2 separate regions of the Mus musculus genome follow, and region 1 is linked to region 2. A link is a contact called in public promoter capture Hi-C data. All regions are on one chromosome and are shown on one strand. The core of a region is the stretch at or near the end of the contact, and the rest is flanking DNA. Distances in the headings are between cores, read along the strand shown. Region 1 holds the start of Cebpe (CCAAT/enhancer binding protein (C/EBP), epsilon). Region 2 holds the start of Tox4 (TOX high mobility group box family member 4).

The links. Promoter capture Hi-C pulls out the DNA fragments that hold promoters and counts their contacts.
Region 1: a promoter capture Hi-C map of neutrophils shows a contact between it and region 2, with 2.9 times the contacts expected there. The contact joins the promoter of Cebpe here to the promoter of Tox4 in region 2. A contact is called at or near these places in 2 of 39 promoter capture datasets (hippocampal neurons and neutrophils).

Annotation. Positions count from the first base shown.
Region 1 is chr14:54,709,190-54,716,477 of GRCm38.p6, forward strand. Cebpe (CCAAT/enhancer binding protein (C/EBP), epsilon) reads right to left here and starts at 2,985. Exons shown (of 2, transcript NM_207131.1): 1 at 2,260-2,985; 2 at 1,174-1,685. The coding sequence starts at 2,769. The coding sequence ends at 1,350.
Region 2 is chr14:52,276,072-52,282,860 of GRCm38.p6, forward strand. It overlaps Tox4 (TOX high mobility group box family member 4), which reads left to right and starts at 3,075. Exons shown (of 10, transcript NM_023434.3): 1 at 3,075-3,161; 2 at 3,317-3,585; 3 at 3,750-3,818. The coding sequence starts at 3,580. Rab2b (RAB2B, member RAS oncogene family) reads right to left here and starts at 3,324. Exons shown (of 8, transcript NM_172601.3): 1 at 3,125-3,324; 2 at 2,843-2,914. The coding sequence starts at 3,170. It overlaps Gm23758 (a small nucleolar RNA gene), which reads left to right and starts at 460; the gene lies at 460-549.

The sequences.
Region 1 (7,288 bases), core at 1,735-4,234, 2.4 Mb after region 2:
CTGAGCGAGCGCTTATCCACTTCGGCCCTCCCTGCTTTATCTACAAGATGTGGCTCCCACTATCTCGCTTGTCTGAGGGCAAAGCTCGCCCAGATGATCTCTTGAGGTCTCTCCTAGGACCTCTTGAGATCTGTGATTTCATGGAGCTAATTTTGATTCTACCTCTAAATAGTTGTGTGATTCTAGTGGTCTCCTCTCTCCCTATCCCTCTCACAGGCTCCAGGCTCCTCACCTGCAGAATGAGAAGTCTAGATAACGGATGTCTTTTTACATTTAGCAAAATAGAGCTGGAACAAACACTCACGCCCACCACATGTCAAACTCCATTTTTCTGTGAAAGTAACAATGCGGGCTAGGCACTCAGATTCCTCCTGTGCCGATGAGGAAACCGAGGCACGGAAGGGAGAGGTAACTGGTTCAAGGTGAGACAGCAAGCTGACGCCCTCTACTACTGTACGGTTTTGCTTCCTGGGCCGCAGTTCTATGGGGAAGAAACCACCTGGAGTGGGGAGGGGGGAGTCGCAGGCACAGACTGACTTGTCATTGGCTTCCTCGGGGTCAGGGTTCTCACATACACACCAGATCCTAACTGGTTTCTCCTGGGCTTACCTTCTCCAGTGGCCTGCGGGGATGAAGGATAAAGATGGGAGTGAGGATGTAGAACAAGACAAGAGGCAGAATGCTGGATCAAGAGCCAAGGGACCACAAATATGGCAGAGTCATCAGAAAGCTTTCTCTTGGTCACCTGGGAAATGAGCTCTGAGGCCTAAAGTCAGAGAGCAGGCCCTAGGCCAGTGGGGCTGGCACTGGAGTTGTGTGGCACTGGGGTCATCAGAGCCCCAGGATTCTCTCAGGGCAGAATGCAGAGGCTGCTCCAGACACTGGCATGCACTGTGGTGGTAGCAAGCACACACTCGATGTACAAAGGACCAAGTGGGTAGGTGGGGTGGACATGGAGGTGAAGTGACAGAGAAGCAGAGGGACAGGCTGAGGCTAGGCTGGAGGGTGTGATGGACAGAGCCAGCCGTGGGCGGCATGTTAGTATTTCTAGGCATTCATTTGGACATGGAGTCAAGACTATGTGGACTAGCCACATGTATTCCCTGCCCTTGGGGTCCTCCATGGGTATCCCCTCCCACCAGGCCCAGGCCCAAGACCCAGTGAACAGCTTCAGCATCAAGTAACAGTGCAGTTTATTCAGCCACAGAATCATTTGGTCCCGACCTTCCCAATTACTGGCTGCCATTGTCCACGATCTCTGTCTCAGGCTTGGCCTGTTCAGGACTCTGGGGACCTAGAAGGGTGGGCGGGGCCCTTAGGGTCTGGTGCCCACAGTCTGCCAGGCAGGCTCAGCTGCAGCCCCCGACACCCTTGATGAGGCTAGCAGCCTCAGGGATCTGGCGGAAGAGGTTGCGCAGAGTGTCTAGCTCCTGAGTGAGCTGGTCTACGCGGTTGCGCAGACGCTCGTTTTCAGCCATGTACTCCAGGACCTTCTGCTGAGTCTCCATAATGCGCCTCTTGGCCTTGTCCCGGCTCTTGCGCACCGCGATGTTGTTACGTTCACGTCGCAGTCGGTACTCCAGGCTATCTTTGTTCACTGCCTTCTTGCCCTTGTGTGAGGGGCCAGCAGGGGAGGGTGCCTTGAGAAGGGGACTGCAGGGAGGGGCAGCAGCTGCCACAGGGGCCTGGAGGGTAAGGGGGACAGAGAGGTGAGGGTCCACCAGGAGGCAGAGTGAAGGCTAAGCAGGAAACCCAGCAGGGAGAGCATATGTGAGGCCTCAAAGGGATACAGGACTCCCAGAGAGCTCCGATCTCCCAGGCATCCATCTCCCTGTCTCTGTGAAGGACCGTAACCCAGATACATATGGTCCTTGGTCTGAGACCAAAGCTTTCTATCATGCTCTCATTATTCCCTTCCCTTTGGTTTGTCTGTAATAAGTCTCCCGTTCTAAAATTCTAGTCAGCCATGTTTCCTCATCCAAAAGCAGGCAGCAGAGAAGCAAGAGGTATAGTGCACAGCAGGAAACCTGGTCCTGCCTGAGATCAGGGCAGAGCAGCTATTACAAGTGTCTTCAGGACACAGCCGAGTTCTAAGAAATAAATTCACAGAGTTGGGAAACAGGACCTTGGGGTAGGGCATGTTCACAGAGGAGCACCAAACATAGACTTGTTAGGGAAGCCCAGTAGTCAGAATTCCCTCAACCACCCACCTTGCTCCACCCTGGGGGGAAGAAGCGGGGAGAGCTACCTTGGTCTTACCTTGAGGACACGCAAGGGCTGGCCAGGTGCTGCCAGGGTCGGGGGGAGGTGCACGGCTGTCTGCCCGCAGTGTGCCACTTGGTACTGCAGGGGATTGTAGCTGCCTCGACTGGTGCCTCGGTTGCCCTCTGGCCCACGAGGCTCCTCCTTCACCGCCACAGCCCTGGGGTCGTAGCTCCCTGGGTTGCTGTAGATGCCAGGCCCCAAAGCCTTCCTATCTGGGCCAAATGTGTGTGAGGGATAGGCGAATGGCCGAGGGTCAGCCGGCAGGTAGTGAGGAAACGAGGGGGCTCCTGGGCCCTTAAGGCTTCGGGCTTCAGGCGTTGGCTTCATGGCAAAGAGGTCAGAAAGTAGCTGTTCTTCCCCAGACTCGATGTAGGCGGAGAGGTCGATGGAGGCCTCATGCTCACACATGTCCCCCAGCTCCCCGGGCCCAGCTCGACCCCCTGAGAACTCAAGTGGCTGCTGGCCACCCCGAGGCTCGCACTCATAGTAGGTCCCGTGGGACATGGCCGGCCCGCCCCCTTGGCTCCCCGCCCCTGGGTCCTGTGCTGGGGGCGCCCGCCCGTTGGGATGCTCAGCCTGCCCTTTCTTGGATCTCCCCCGGTCCTAGATTTGCCCTAGGTTTGCCCTCTCTGGTCTTCTCCGTCACCAACTCCTACGTGGCTTCTCTCCTCCTCTGCTTCCCTTTCCTTCTGTAGTCAGTACCTCTTCCTTTCTTCCCTTTTCCTCTCTCTCCTTGGGGTGACTAAGGGAGGGGCAGGGCACACCCCGGAGGGAGGGGTGCTTAGCAGTTAGGGCGCTCTTTGCGAAGGCCCCAGCCACAGTCCAGAAGTTGCTGTTTGAGAAAATGGCCCTTTTTGCCCTGCGAGTTCAAGGGATTCTAATCCCTTGCCCAGAGTAGCTTCTCTGAATATCTGTCTTCCTCCGATTTCCAAAGAGACCTGTGCAGAGTGAGGTGTCAAGCCAGAGCCAATAGACAAAGCATTCCCCCAGTGCCAACTTGGTCTAAACTCCTCCCTTGATGCATCTTCCTCCCTGTCCCGTCCCCCCCCCTCCCCGCCCCCACCCCCAAGTCCTGAACTCCACCTACCCCGGGGTAAGTCAGTTCCTTCTGTAGCCCCACCTCCCAAGACATTTTTCTCTGTGTAGACCATCATTGTTTGAAGGGTTTGGGAAGTAGTAGTAGATTCTAGGACCAAGCTACCCCTGGCCCTAGTACAGGGTATGCCCATTTGCTAGTTTTGAGACAGGGTCTCACGATGTAGCTCAGGCTGGCCTTGAACTCACAGAGTTCTGCCTGCCTTTGCCTCCAGAGGGCCCCTATTAAGGTTCTTCGGTTAGGTCTTTGCACAGGGCTTGTGTGCATGTCTCCAGATCTGGCTATGGCTAGCAGCCTGGCACAGTCCGGGGCTGCCAGGACATAGCTGAGGTTTCTGGTCAAGACATGGGTCCTGTACCTCAGGCCCAGGCAAGCTGCAGCCTCAGAACCAACAGAAAGGATCTGCTGGAGGTCCCAGTTGCTCCACCCTAAAAGCTGTTCTGGCTGACCCCACCCGCGCTGGCCTGAGGCTCTGCCTCCTATTTCCTGTGCCCTGAGCTGCATGCAGGCCCTTGTTTTCTGACCTGTGCGTGTCTCTCGGGTCCACTTCCTCTTGTAGGCTTGAGAAGTCTTCTCTCTTGTCCTCACCTCTTCCTGGGGCTGTTTCGGGGTCCGAAGGAGAAGCTGGTAGCTGCCTGCCCGCCCTTCTTGATCTTCTACTAACCCCCAAAGTTCATTTTTCTGTTTTGTTCGGAACTTCCTGCTCTCTCCAGTTTGGTTGTGGCCCTGCTTCAGACACGGTTCTGGATTTACTGACAAGAAAAGAACACAGAGACATGAGAAGTGTGTCACTTTTCAGTTGTTTGTTTTTTTTTAGGTTGAGCCTCCCTTTTAGCCTAGCCTGGCCTTGAACTCTCATCTTCCTGCTTCATTCTCCACGGAGCTGAGTTGATAGCTGTGCTACCATACCTTCCTGGCTCTTTTATTGCAAACAGATGTTCTAGGGGGAGGGACAGAATTTTTAAAATGAATTTATTTTCATTATTCTAAAGTATGTGAGTGTGTGTGTGTGTTGTGTGTGTGTGTGTTGTGTTGTGTGGTATGTGTGTGTGTGGTGTGGTGTGTGTGTGTTTGTGTGGTGTGTGTGGTGTGTGTGTGTGTGTGGTGTGTGTGGTGTGTGTGTGTGTGGTGTGTGTGTGTTTGTGTATGTGTGTGCACACTTCCAGGTACCCATGGAAGCCAGAGACATCAGATCTCCTGGAGCTGGAATTACAGGCAGTTGTGAGGCACCCAGTGTGAATGCCTGGAGTCAAACTCAGGTCCTCTGGAAGAGCAGTGAGTGCTCTGAACCCTTGAACTCTTTCTCCAGCCCTAAGAATAGAACAGTTTCTAAGCTGGGTATTCCAAGGATCGGGTAACTGTGAGGGGTTACAGTGGAGGTAAACTTTGATAGGATATGTATGTCATTGAACACTAAAATAAAACTGTAAATGTGACTTGTCCACAAGTTAGAGAAAGTACCCTTGATGAGTCCTCCATCCCATCCCCTCTAACTCCACAGTCCACCTCACGTGCTCTGAGCACAGCCTGAAGTATGTCCAAAATATGCTTCCCTCCAAAGCCCTGGCCAGGCAGGGGGAGAGCCAGCCGTATCATCGTATCATCGACGCAAAGCACCGGAAATACTGGGGCGATTTGTGCTCTTTGCTCTACAGGTCCCTTGTCAAATAGGTACCAAGGCTGGGAGATTTCAGTTTGGTGACCTGACGCTATTAGCCACTAGGTGGCAATATTGGTTCCCAAATTCTATACTTTCGAGTCCGCGATGGTTTTGAATCAGGTGGACATAGGGGGCATTCTTTCTCAACCCTGACAACCAGTCTTGACCGCTCTGTTCTGGGAAGCAGGAAAAAGAAGCATAGACAAGATTGGGGCTTTTCAGTCAGGTTGCCGGTAGTGTGGGAAGGCTAGGAGAATTGGTGCAGCGCCTGTTTCAAAGAGAAATTATGTCCCCTCTTTGACTGTGGAATAACGATAATGGAATCAGATAGTTGTGTCATCTGATAAAGTAAAGCTTTTTTCAATCGATGAAACACGCACTTTTTCATGCTGACCATTTTGTTGTGAGCTAAGGAGGGGAGGTAAAGCGGTATTTTTATCCTAATTTTATCGACACGGAAAATAAGGAGGAGAGGCTGAGCTGTACAGCTGCGCCAGGGGATGGATGTCTTATTAATTTGTGAAAGGGCTGCTGGCTTGTTCGGGGGGGGGGGGACAGAGGGTTGCAGTAGGTGTTGCTGTATGACTCAGGGATTCTCCTTCCGCCTATCTGGCTGCCTTGGGTAAGGGGAGAGTTACAGGGTAGCGCTCTCTTCCCCGCGGGAGGTGCAGAGATAAAGCCAGCAGGAAATGAGAAGGTCTGCAGCTGTGTCCCAGTGAAATAAGCGATGCAGGTGTCTGGACCGGCGGGGACTGGCGCTGCCTGCAGGCTGACATTAACGTTACCTAGTAACTGAGGCGTAAGAAGATAGGGTGTAGATAGGGAAGCAGGAGAAGGGGTTGGGAAAGGAGGAAGCAAGGTGGGAAGGCAAAGCCACCTAAAGAATGGGAGGTTCTTACTCAGGAAGGGAAGCCTTCCCTAGCCCAGCGGGACCAGTTTCCTGTTGCGACTGCAGTGGCTACCTGTTTGCATTAACTAAAACAATGGGTGTATATTATCTCAGTGGCTTGTGACAGGGTGCTATCCTGGACTGCCTCAGGATTCCCTGTAGGGCAGAAGCTAAGAATGACTGTGAAGTCTGAGGGGGAACTAGACTCAATCTAGTTCCTGTCACTAGCCAGCTCTCTGACCCTGGTCAAGCTACTTAATCGGACTGTAAAATGGCAGTAGTAATGGCTGTCTTATGAGGCTGTTTAAAGTTTGAAAACTATAGTGTATGTAAAGTGTAGGCTTATGTCTCCTTCACCCTGTTTCCAGACCTCTCCACTGCAGTTATTCCTGTCTCCAAAGCACACACTCCTGCTGCCTTGGAGGTTATATTGACAAGCATTTTAAAAATCTGGGTTTTAAATAACAGAAAACCCATGCGGGTGTGGTGGTGCATGCTTCTAATTCTAAGGCTGGAGAGGCAGAGGCAGCTGAATCTCCATGAGGCCAGCTTAGTTTACATAGCAAGTTTCAGACTAGTCAGGGCTACAAAGAGAAAAAACATCTTGAAAGCCAACCAACCTACCAACCTACCAACCAACCAACCAACCAACCAACCAACCAACCATCAAAAACCAAAAACCAAACAACAAATAAATTTGGATTTAATTTTTTTTGCATATTTATTTATGATTTTTTTTTTCTTTTTCGAGACAGGGTTTCTCTGTGTGTAGCCCTGGCCTCTCTCTCCTTAGTTGTTGATCTATATATTCCTAATACGTGAATACAACCTATTTAGTCTGTATAATGTTACTTAAATGTATGTATTTTCAGGGCTGACCATTTGGCATCAAAAAACCAGTTGGTGCACTTATCCCTGGGGAAGACTGTTTCTCCAGCTCTCAGTATTCCTTGGTTACCCGCAGTTCTTTGTCTAGGATTGAAGCTTTGAGAGCTTTCCCCCTCCCGTGTTAACAGGTCTGCTGGGTTCATCCTTGTTCAGGTCTTGTTTAGGCAATTGTGGTGGTCTGAATAGATTTGGCCCCTACAGAGTCATGTATTTCAGTGCTTGGCCATAGGGAGTGGCACTGTTAGGAGGTGTGGCCTTGTTGGAGAAAGTGTGTCACTGTGGGGGTGGGCTTTGAGGTCTCCTAAGTTCAAGCTCCACTCAGTGTGGAATCAGAGCTGCCTCCTGGCTGCCTAACAGATCCAGAAGTAGAACTCTCCACTCCTCCAGCACCATGTCTGCCTGCACTCTGCCATGTTTCCCATCATGATGATAATGGACTGAACCTCTGAAACTGTAAGCCAGCCCCAACTAAATGTTTGCCTTTGTCATG
Region 2 (6,789 bases), core at 1,825-4,324:
TTACAGAGCAAGTTCAGGGTTGGCCTGAGATTACCCTACAGCTACAGGTATAACTCAGCGATAGTGTAACTACTTAGAACATAACTCACTAGGTTTAATCCCTTTCACCAAAAAGAAACAAGTGGATTCTAAGTGATAATGACTTAAGAATAACTCAGATGTAGAAAAGGGAACAAAGCTCATTCAGATAAAATAAATACAAGTAGTCTCACTGTTTTGATTTTACAGTCTGGATGACACTTGCTATATTAAGACCATAGGGGGCTGGGGGCTGGAGATATGGTCAGTGGTTGAGAGCACTTGGTCTTGGAGCAGAACAGAGTTTGGTTCCCAACACCCTTGTCCAGTGGCTCACAACTACCTGTAACTCCTGCTGCAGAGGGGTCAATGATCTCTAGCCCTTATAGGCACCTGTACACACATGTGCAAATACAAACACACATATATACAAAAAAATTTTTTTTAAGATCTGAGGGGGAAAAACCCACGTATGTGTTACCAGAGTTAGTTCTTTCCCTAGATCTGGTTTTATAAATTCTAGTAATAAACTAAGTTTGATTTATTATATAACCAGTTGATTTGTTTTAAGGCCTTATAATGACAGAGACTCTATCTAGATCTTCTTAAGAATTAGCCTTAAGAAAAGTGGCACTGCAGTTACTGTAATGATTTGCAAATAACATCTGAAGAATGTGTACCCGCTACAAAGCAAGTTCTAGGACAGCCAGGGCTATACAGAAAAACTCTTGTCTCAAAAAAAAAAAAAAAAGCCACTACAGGAAAGTTTTTCATAAAATAAACTACAAAGCTACAATTCATAGAAAAAAATTTCTAGAAAATGAACATAACAATTCTGGGACAAATAAAACTAAAAGAGATGAATAAATGCTTAGGAATGTTAGCTTACACTGAAATCTGACTAGGTAATATTTAATTCTACAATTGTTTTCAAAGAACTTCTTTGTTTGCTGGTTTGGTTGGTTGGTTTTGGTTTTTCAAGACAGGGTTTCTCTGTTTAGCCCTGGCTGTCCTGGAACTCACTCTGTAGACCTGGCTGGCCTTGAACTCAGAAATCCACCTGCCTCTGCCTCCCGAGTGCTGGGATTAAAGGCGTGCGCCACCACTGTCAGGCTCAAAGAACTTCTGAACTATTTGAAAGTTAAGTGTTTTGCCTGCATGTTAAGTATGTGTGACGTATGTGGCTGGTACCTGTGGAGGCCAGAAGAACCCAAAGGATCCCCTGGAACTTGAGTGACAGAGGATGATGGGTGCTGGGAATTGAACCCTTGTTCTTGGGAGAGCAGTCGGTGCTCTTAACTGCTGAGTCAGCTCTCCAGCCCATTGATAGCATTTCGCGACAGTGTCTCAGAGTACTGACTAGTTCTGTGTATGAAGCAGCACTTCTTAAACTGCAATTCTAAAACTGTTTTCATTGGCAATTAAAGAAGCTGCCTAAGGAACAGGTCTTCAAGGACAAAATACCTTCAATCACCAATAATTTCCAGAGTACATTGGTAATAGCCTCTCTTAAAGCAGTATGGAAACTGACGAACTGATAGAGCTTTTGACACTTTTCTATTTCTAGGCAAAATTCATCTCTTTCAAGGACAATATTTCAAAAAAACAAAAACCCCACTGCATCATAAGCAGACAATTCATCCCCTTTTCTATTTTCAAAATAGTATTTTGTACATAGCATGAGGAATTCATACTCTATATAAATATTTTTACTTTAAGGTGCTATATGAAATACCTGTTCTGAATACCTATTACCTCAACAAAAATCAAAAAGATATTTTTTTGGAAAAAAAAAATCACTGTCAACTTTTTTTTTCTCTCAGAACAATAAGAATGTAATTTCAATGAGTAAGAAACTAAAAAACAGGCTGAGTATAGTGGTGCATATCTAATCCCAGCATTTAGGACGATCAAGTCAAAATCATGGTCAGGTTACCCAGGAAGCTTAAAGCCAGTCTCGGCGCAAAAACAAACTTATTACGAAAGTCCGTGAGGCTGGGAGTGGTGGCGCACGCCTTTAATCCCAGCACTTGGGAGGCAGAGGCAGGCGGATTTCTGATTTTTGAAGCCAGCCTGTCCTACAGAGTGAGTTCCAGGACAGCCAGGGCCACACAGAGAGAAACCCTGTCCCGAGGGGGTGGGGGGGGGAGAGTCTAATGCAGGAGGATCTCTGGGAGTTTGTGTCCAGTGTGGGTTATATAATGAATCTGAGGCTATTTGCTCCTAAAAGAAGAGAAGGTGAAGAGATTAGAGGAGGTGTCTGTGCAGGAAGAACTGCAATGTCCGTACATTGGCTTTTACCTCTCCAGACTTAAAAGAATCCTATGTTGGTGTTTATGTTGAAAAACATGTGAAGCTGGTAGTTAATAACAAAATACAGATGAGATGTTTAATAAGCAGTCATGTTTCCGTGGGATTTTTCCATAAACATACAAGTTGCATTGGAAGAAAAAAAAATCCTACGGCAACTAGTATCTTACATCCATCTCTAAAGTTACCTTTCAATCATTTATCCTCCACTTACCAGCTTTTATCATTTTTCATATACCATGATTTCAGACCAAGGTAGCGAGAAGTAACTTTTTTTGGTTTTTCAAGACAGGGTTTCTCTGTGTAGCCCTGGATGTCCTGGAACTCACTTTGTAGACCAGGCTGGCCTCGAACTCTGAAATCCACCTGCCTCCCGAGTGCTGGGATTAAAGGCGCGAGCTACCACGCCCGGCCGAGAAGTAACTTTTTATTTAGAATACTGAGACTGTAACTTTCTCCTTTAGCAGTTCTGGCAGCTAGCTTTTAGCTGTTCTGGAACGAGGGGATAGCTTACCTATTGTGAGGTCGTGCACGGGCTGGAACCGCTTGTCGGTAAACTGAAGGAGGAGACATGACTTCCCCACACCTGCGAAAGAACGGTGTTCACTAGACGCACGTCACCCGGGAAGCCGCTGGCTCCCAGACAGGGAACAGGGTCTAAGGCAGGGGCAGAGCCCCGCCCCCGGGGCTCGCCCCGCCCCCTCCGCGCAACTCCGCTCACCCCGCCCCGCCCCCAAGCCGATTTTGGAGGTAGGATCCCCGCCCCAACTCCGAAGGCGGTCCGTCGGCGGGTTACCTGTGTCTCCGATGATGATGTACTTGAAGAGATAAGCGTAAGTCATGGTCCCGAGGCGTCTGTGTTCCGGGTCCTCCCGATTTCTACAGCCACTTACCTCCGACCTCTCTAGCCACTCAATCTACGGGTCTCCTTATTTGCCTCCGCTCCAGCCCTTCTAGCTCAAGCTGCGTCTCTATTGCTCTCCCCCAGAAATCTTCGCTGGATCGGCTGTACCGGACGCCGCCTCTAGGGCCACCCAGTGCTCTTCTACATGCCATTATCCCACCAAGCTCCAGGGGGCGACAGCGACCCTTCGGGCAGCTGGGATCGAGACTGGTTGCGTCCCTGACTCGGTCCAATCATCGGAGAGCGACGCTTTCTCCTTGAGGAAGTGACGCGCTCGGAACCTAGTGGGGGCGGTGGGAGCGATGCGGACGCGGAGACGCTGAGTCGCTGGTAGTGGTGCTGTGAAGATGGAGGTGGGTGCCGAGTCTTTGAGGGCTGATGAGGGTTCGCGGCCGACTAGGGGAAGCGGAAGCGGGAATGCAGGGCAGCGAGGAGCCAGGGGGGCTCGGGAGGGCTGGGGTCTCAGCACGCCACTGCTCCGCTCACTCACCCACCGCGGCTTTCTTTTGGTTTACAGTTTCCCGGAGGAAATGACAATTACCTGACGATCACTGGGCCCTCGCACCCTTTCCTGTCAGGAGCCGAGGTGAGCAAAAGCTGCTGATGCTGGGGCGCCGGAGGGCCTAGGCAGCGGTTAGGGAAGGACGGTGGGGGTGAGCGCGGGGGCTGGCGGGAGCTGGAGGGGACAGTGGCCGAGGCTTCGAGCTCCTCTAAGGACTGTGGAGGGGGTGGGGGTGGGGGAGAACCGAAAGCGGCTGTCATGAGGAAACCAGGATGTTGAAGAGACGGCTTGTTTGAGGAGTTTCTGTTCTGAATAGGAAGAACGAAAGGAATTGTTCTTTGGTTGGGGGTGAAATAACTAACAATCTTGGGAGACAGCAAGAAAGAAAAAAAATTTTTTCAGTAAAGAAATCGAGATAAAGAAAGTTGTTTATCCAGCAGGGAATAACTTCGGACAGTTGTTATTTCTTGAATTCTATAGGGGGCTCTTTTATTTGAAATGTCTTTTCTGATAAAAGTGGTTCATCCTACTGATGTGGCATCTGTTTGCTTGGCTAAAGAACGACAGAGGGAAAGAAATAGCTGCCAGAGAACATAGAAGGGGGTAGAGTGCACCTGTTTCCCAGTGATCACAGACTGACTATGTCACCTTTGGATTCCAGTTGTCAAATGACTATAATAACAGGGTTTGGTTTGGTTTGGTTTGGTTTGGTTTTTAAAGATGGCGTGAAGTAGAAGTAATGGTTGTTGGATGTTCTAAGACCTTCCACAAGGGTCACCTAAGACCATAGGAAAACAGATACTTTGTGATTCATAACAGTAGCAAACTTATATTTGTGAAATAGCAGCGAAAATAATTTTATGGTTGGGGGTCACCATAATATGAGGAACCATAATAAAGGGTCCATGCAGCATTAGGAACGTTGAGAGCCACTGCTGTAAGATATTCAGGAAAACTTTTGGTTGACAGATTTTCCTATTAGAAAGCATAAAACTTATTTGAGCAAGCGAAAGTCAAAGCTGCAGTGTATGAAATTTTACCATTTTTTTTTTGAGAACTTGAGCCTTGGTCCATCTTTTGAGGATTATATACTACCTCCCAAAGTGCTGTGAATTCATTTGCACGGTTGTTTGCACCAAAAGTAGTTATCCATTGCTGTTGTGTCGGTTTATCCTGTGGGAACATTGTTATGGTTGAGAGATGATTGACAGTGAGTGATTGCTAGTTGCTTTTGCTTTTTGTTTTTTGTTTTGGTTTGGTTTGGTTTGGTTTTTTGGTGTTTTTTTTTCTTTTCTTTCCTTTTTCTTTTCCTCTTTCTTTCTTTCTTTCTTTCTTTCTCTCTCTCTCTCTCTCTCTCTCTCTCTCTTCTTTCTTTCTTTCTTTCTTTCTTTCTCTCTTTCTTTCTCTCTTTCTCTCTCTCTCTCTTCTTTCTTTCTTTCTTTCTTTCTTTCTTTCTTTCTCTCTCTCTCTCTCTCTCTCTCTCTTTCTTTCTTTCTTTCTTTCTTTCTTTCTTTCTTTCTCTCTTTCTTTCTCTCTTTCTTTCTTTCTTTCTTTCTTTCTTTCTTTCTTTCTTTCTTTCTCTCTCTCTCTCTCTCTCTCTCTCTCTCTCTCTCTCTCTCTCTCTCTTTCTTTCTTTCTTTCTTTCTTTCTTTTTAAATAAAAGACAATCTCACATAGCTCTGGCTGTCCTGGAACTCACAATGTAGGCCAGGCTGACCTCAAACTCAAAGATATCCACTTGCCTCTGCCTTTCCAGTAAAGAGTTCTTCCCATTCAGAACAGAACTCTTTCCTGTGATTAAAGGCATACTCTAGCACTCCTGGCTGCTGGTTTATTGTTTAACTTAATATTATTGAATATTCTCCTAAGCAAAGGGAGGTATGACTCAAATGAGTGGCAAAATTAGGAAGGAAACGAAGTCTTACACTTGGTGATTTTATTCCGAGTTCCATCCAAAAGGTCTCCATGGTCTGATTTCATTGTTTGGAGTGCAGTAAGTCACATTGTCCTTATTTATAGGAAAGTACATTTTAAAAGTAAACACGGCTGGATGTGGTGGCACACGCTTTTAATCTCAGCACTCAGCCGAGGCAGGTGGATTTCTGAGTTCAAGGCCAGCCTGGTCTACAGAGTTCCAGGACAGCCAGGGCTACACAGAGAAACCCTCTCTCGGAAAAACCAAAAAAAAAAAAAAAAAAAAAAAAAAAAGGTAAACACAAGGTTGGGTGTAGTGGTACACATCTTTAATCCTAATTCCAACATTTGGGAGACAGAGTTGTGTGTCTTTTTTTTTTTTTTTTTTTTTAAGATTTATTTATGCGAGTACACTGTTGATCTCTTCAGAGAGACACACCAGAAAAGGGCGTCAGATCTCATTGCAGATGGTTGTGAGCCACCATGTGGTTGCTGGGGATTGAACTCAGGACCTCTGGAAGAGTAGTCAGTGCTCTTAACCACTGAACCATTTCTCCAGTCTCCCCCACCCCCACCCCATGTGTATCTCTTTAAATTCAAAATTACATAGACCATGTCTCCAAAAAAGGAAAAAAAAAGGTAAATACAGCTTTCAATTTTTCCTACCAGTCTGACGTTGATCAAAAGCTAACAGCATGAGGGATGGCCCTTTAAAACATGCAGGGACGGGGCTGGTGAGATGGCTCAGGGGTTAAGAGCACTGACTGCTCTTCTGAAGGTCCTGAGTTCAAATCCCAGCAACTACATGGTGACTCACAACCATCTAATGAGACCTGACACCCTCTTCTGGAGTGTCTGAAGACAGCTACAGTGTACTTATGTATAATAATAAATAAATTTAAAAAAAAACCATACAGGGACTAGATAGCGAAGCACTGGCCTACTGTGTGCTGGACCCTTGACCCAGCATTGACGGAAAAAGGGAGGACTTTCAAGGCTTGCTTCTGCCCTTTGTTTCTGTTCTGTTCTGGCTCCTGGTGTAGCTGTTGAGAGGAGGGAACATTCAGCTAAGCTTTAAGGTCCGTTTCAGGAGCTTCCTTTAGGCCTTGACTGTGTCCTTGTTACTTACAACTTGTGCACC